2 separate regions of the Xenopus laevis genome follow, and region 2 is linked to region 1. Evidence: chromatin contacts called from public Hi-C data. All regions are on one chromosome and are shown on one strand. Each heading gives the region's core, a stretch centred on a gene start, on an enhancer-like site or on the middle of the called end of the contact. The rest is flanking DNA. Distances are from core to core; before and after follow the strand shown. Region 1 has its middle 29 kb from the start of tp63.L. Region 2 has its middle 47 kb from the start of tp63.L.

What was found. Hi-C and Micro-C count contacts between places; a contact is called where the count stands out from the background.
Region 2: a Hi-C map of the XL177 cell line shows a contact between it and region 1, with 3 times the contacts expected there. The contact joins two enhancer-like sites. A contact is called at or near these places in 2 of 4 Hi-C or Micro-C datasets (the XL177 cell line and the XTC cell line).

The regions. Positions count from the first base shown.
Region 1 is chr5L:110,787,504-110,790,418 of Xenopus_laevis_v10.1, reverse strand. No RefSeq gene overlaps it. Among protein-coding and RNA genes, the nearest start is that of tp63.L, 29 kb to the left of the region's middle. Within about 2 kb of position 1,393, at least 1 of the 7 cell types and tissues checked has an H3K27ac peak or open chromatin away from gene starts, as enhancers often do.
Region 2 is chr5L:110,863,602-110,866,301 of Xenopus_laevis_v10.1, reverse strand. No RefSeq gene overlaps it. Among protein-coding and RNA genes, the nearest start is that of tp63.L, 47 kb to the right of the region's middle. Within about 2 kb of position 1,286, at least 1 of the 7 cell types and tissues checked has an H3K27ac peak or open chromatin away from gene starts, as enhancers often do.

The sequences.
Region 1 (2,915 bases), core at 144-2,643:
TAAAAGTCACAAATGGAAAAATATGTGCAATAGTGCCTGATCTGTCAATTAGGAATAAAAAACATTATAATTTATCAGTGTACATGATAAAACTCCTTACAAAAAAAATATTTCTGCCCCCAAGAATGGCACATTTAAGCATTTCTTTTAAATGTGTTGAATGCACAAATTTGATTAGAATTTTGCATTTTTTTTTTCTGTTCATGACTTCAGTTACATTTGCCCATTATTACATTTAACCCATGTGACATCAGGTTTAGGTCAACAAGGCAGATAATGAAAGATTTATGACTTAACTTATCCTTTTCTATTCTCTTTTCAAAACAGTTGTTTCCTGTAAGTCCCGGTGTACCACTTATGTCCAAATATTGTTTCAAAGAACATGGTTTGTTATATAGAAAATGAAATGATAGATTTATTTTTCAAATTGCTGTGCCTTTACATGCATCATTTGGTTTCAAATCTGAAGCTATTTAAGGGGGATTTGCTGAATGTATTCCTGTTGCTTCTGTAGTTCTTCAGTCGCATGAACTGCTTGTGTTATCACAATGCTCAATTTAACAATGACCTGCAGCATTTATTGTAAAAGCAAAGAAATCTGTTTTAAGACAAACATTCCAAAAAACTGGTTTGGCAGGGACTGGCTTCAAAGGAAGATGCCTCAGGGGGCTTTTACTAAAAACAAAAACAAGAACGTACCATAAAGCAGCTTCTTTTCTCTGTGGGTATACCTTTTTGGCAATAGGCAATCTCACAGATATTTGCACCTGCCATTTTCACATCAGCACATGATTAATAACAACCTTAATTGGGAAATGTTTAAGGCGAGGAATTTTAAGCACATTTGCCTTATGGAAATCATTACAGTTCATATACAGAATCTGGTTAACCACAGGTAGTAAATATACACATGATATACTGTATATTTATTATTGTCAAGGGTAGTGCTTTCTGGGGCTGCTTTTGCATGACTTGCAGCATTTGGATTTTTTGCAGACAACTTTTGCAAATATATGGTAAGGCAAAAACATACAGGATAATTAGATCCTAATGCAACTGAAACTAGTGAGTACACATGGTTTGGAGCTTATGCATCTGTAGAGAGCTGGTTTATTTGTGAGTGCTATATAAATAATAATAATATAATAATATAATCTGTCTGGGATGTTGATGTTCGTGTGGCGGACATGATACTATAGGAAGATTAATATGCAACTATGTGACACTAATAATGCTAACAGAACACACTCCTCTTGTTTGTGGAACAATTATACTGTTTGATAGGTACTTTAATGCATAACAACAGTGAATGCACCCAGAGAGAGAGGCATATGAAATTAAGCATAGTTTTTAAGCACAGTTTAAGCCTGTCCCACTGTCAGCTCCCACATATGCAGGTCCTTGAGTTCCAGAATAGAGTGCAAGGACTTGTGCTTTCAGATTGAAGCAGTTTTGTATTCATGGGTGGAAAGATGGACTAAGGCACATCCCAAATTCTGCTCCCTACATTCCTCCTAACTTGGCGTTTTTGATTCAGATGATGCAAGAACCCACTTCACCTGTACTGGGTTTCTTAGTAATTTTGCCTCAAGGTTGGGGGAATAAAAGCTCTGATTTATTACTACAACTACGAATACACCTATGACAACATATTACTATTTATTAAATTAATGTTTCATATAACTTATATTTAAGTTTTGAACCTAAAGATGCTTGTTTGGAAATAAGATTCTCCTTATCCCAGTTTGCTGCTCCTTGCAACTAGAGCAATGCTTGCATAACAAAATAAAGTTTTATATTATGGTGAACTAGGAAAAGCATCCAGGAAGCGCATATTAGTTTTAACTTGTGATTGTCTGACTGATAGGGATGGGTGAATTTTTTCGCCTTGTTTTGCCGTGGAAATGACGCACATAGACTTGTATGGTGTTGCGCGTCAAAAAAAATTGGCGCACGTCAAAAAAATGTTGACGCCCCTAGGCTTTAATGACATTTCACTGACGGTGAATTTTTGTCGAAACAAAACGGGTCAAATTCGCTCAAGCCTAGTGAGTGACACAATTTTAGGAATTATGGTAAATTGATTAATAAAGGTTACTTTAATTGCAGCCTTCCAATCACTGCAACTATTTGTAGCCAGAGGGCATCACAGGGTGAGTTCACCTTTGGCAACCAATGATCAGTTAAACTATAAATGTGACGGATTCTTAGCTTTTCATTACAGCAGTGATTTTTCACCTTTTTTGGCTCCAATCAGCCCCCTCTCCTCTACCTTTGCTCTGTTGCCATGCAAATAAGAAATAAAGTTAATTTTGAAAAGCTAAATGTGATAGAAGATTTAGTATGGCTCCCATTGCTCATAAAAGGATAGACAGAACATGCAATGTAGTCACCCTGCTAGAATTTCAGTAGTAAATTGGACACAATATAAGCATTCAAAAATCACTGTATATAAGCTGTACCCACACTACCTATGTGGTCTATGCCAGGAGGGCTGATTGCATCTGCTACACCTTTATATCCATACAGTATGTAATGCAGAACAATTTTATGTCGTACTTGGCATGTTCTGAAGAGATTTAGGGAGCACCTCCCATCCGTAAAAGGTTACAAAGAGATGGTGTGCAGAGTCAATTTGAATAAATCATATAATCAAGAATAGAGGTGGGAAAGAACTGACCCATATGTCTGCACCCTTCCATCCATCACATCCAATAACTCACATGTGGTTAGGTTGATAAAACATAACTTTTATTCAATTATTAACATATTAATAACCTAATTGTCCAGTATATATCAATGAAATTAAAAAGAGGTTGAAGGCAGTAGAGCAGACCAACAGTGGCAGTGGGTTGGACTCGTTTATCTGTGGTTACTGACTGATCGAGATACAGAACAACCTAGTATATAATGTT
Region 2 (2,700 bases), core at 37-2,536, 76 kb before region 1:
CTCTAAGCTGTGTGCTTGTGCGTGCATACACAAATTGTGAGTGAAAACTAAACTTTGCATTTATTCTGACCTGAGCACACAGTTTTTAAGAAATGCACACACAACTTTTAAATGTGCACACAGAAGAATTTCTGAGAAAGCCAAGAAAGAATTAGAGGGAACATTGCTTGACGGGAGTGGTAATGCCATTCCGAGTTGGAAAGCCTCTTTAAAAGAGCAAGTTTTAAGGAGGCAACCTGTAGTTAAGAAGATATTACTCCGATAAAGTAGCCTGTGGTTGACATTTCTGTAAAACTTGTTTTGCCAGAGACTCTTCAGCAGCTATTATAATATGTAGGTGATTGCAAAACTATTAAAGGCCAATCTAACCTGGTTTTAAAAAAAAAGAAAATTCCCCTTAAAAGTGTGCCCTCCATTGATTGCGTCCTAGGTGGGTGCCTACTCTGCCTACCCTTGTTCTGGCCCTGACCAGCACACAGACATCCAATCTACATAAAGCTTTGCTTGGGACTTTGAGTGGCAAGATGGGAGTTAGATATTATCCTTTGCTATAGGAAAATGGTAGCTTTATTTTATAGTGAACTAAAGTGAACTCAGCCTGAGGCCGGGGTGTTGCAAATATAGTAAGCTTGTAACACAATAGGCTGATGTGAGGTTCTGAGCTATTAAATCTTAGCCTCACCCTCTTTCCCGACTGGAAAGTCTGCATAATCAACTGTTAATGCTCTGGGTTTAGACGTTTGAACTGCAGTGAAGATCCACACACTCAGGGAGTGGAGGTTACTGTGTTTGACAAAGCTTTTGAGAAGAAATCAGGTACATTTTGTACTGCTGTAATGCAGCTCACTCCTAACTGTACCACTAGATGGCAGTAATAGATGAAAAATGCAGAAAGATAAAGTATAGCTAAAATGCACATAATCCAACTGGAAACGCATACTGTAACATTAACAGCAGATGGTGATCACATGTAGCAATGACTGGCAAATCTGGACATGTGTCACCTGAAAATGATTGACAGTTATTGGTAGATGTGGAGCTCCCTGCAGGTACACTTACCACCCCAATCATTTCAAAGCAGGTACAAGAAATCCCTGTCCTGGATGGCTAAAGACTAGTTCATTAAGATGTATATTAATGGCTATTTGGAACCCTGACTGATGCTTTATTACCTGTTGGTTTGCCATGCAGAAGGCATGTAGGGGTGGAGGTGGCAACTATACCTGAAAGCAGCGGCATACCAACCTGGCCCCCCGTGAATAAACTTCAGAGGGGCCCGGCACATGCAGCAACTTACCCAACCCATGCAGTGGCATGAGCACACTGGTGTGGACCCTCATCTGGACTCATTGACGTGCGTACGCTCTTGTGTGTGAACATCTTCTTGTTGCAGGGGCCCCACAAGTTTCCAGGCAAGAGAGCCCCCCTTTTCCCCTGGCCTCCTCAACCCCGAGGTCGGCTTCCTCTATAGTTACGCCACTTCCTGAAAGCACAAATGTCTTGAACAACCAAATGAAATGCAGGGTCTAACAGCTATACTACTGTTATAAACCAAGTGTGATCACATGTATGCATGTATGGCCATCCATATCTTTATTCATCACATACATATACTATAGTTTTATCATCTGGGTGACAATCCACTTTCTTTGGCTTGGGGGGACAATGAAATCTGACCCTTTTAAACCATGATGACTAGGTTTAGTTCTAAATATACAGCATGTCTACATATTATCAACCAGAATATTTGTCCAGGCTGATTAGCGATGAGCAAAATTTTTCACCATGCATAGACTTGCAGCAAAATTCCACATTACGCCATTGGTAGATTTTTTCGCTTAATTGCATCATTAATTTGCCCAAAAAAAAATTTGGTCACCAAACAAATGTCAATATCAGGGGTTAATTTGATCGTTGGGTCTAGGGAAAAACAATTGGATTACAATCAATATCTGACAAGAGATATCAGTTGGGTGACGCATGGGAGGGCCCCACACATGGGCAGATAAGCTGCTGAAACAATCTAAAGGACCTGAATTGGTATCTAAAATCTGCCCATGTATGGCCACACTTACACAAGGGTTAAATATATATCTTGAGTTCTTAAAACAAAATATTTAAGTTGATGATGAGTATAAACAAAATGTAACAGCAGATCATAGGGGGAAGGGTATATAATTACGACATTAAAAGCACCTTTTGGACACAGGTGCAGGGGTATCGAGAGCAATGCTTTGAAATACACACCGCACCCCTATAAATGCTAAGGTGATTGTTTAGCAATGAGTGTGGGAAAAGTGGGAATACATTTGCCATTTATCTTTTTATTACTTCACAGTATTTCCCACACAGGGTTTCCTGAGCATCAGTATTAAAATAAATACTTGACAAACTGATTTACACAGTTTAGGCACAATGCATTTTGGATGTAAAATCTGGTGGCGTGTGTATACTAAGTCAGCTAGTATAATGTATTGTAGTATTGGCAGTACAGGTCTGGGATACATTATCTGGAAACCCGTTATCCAGAAAGCTCCAAATTATGGGATGCTTGTCTCCCATAGACTCCATTTTATCCAAATAATCCACATTTCTTAAAATAATTTCCTTTTTCACTGTAATAATAAAATAGCACCTTGCACTTGATCCAAACGAAGATATAATTAATCCTTATTGGAAGCAAAACCATCCTATTGGATT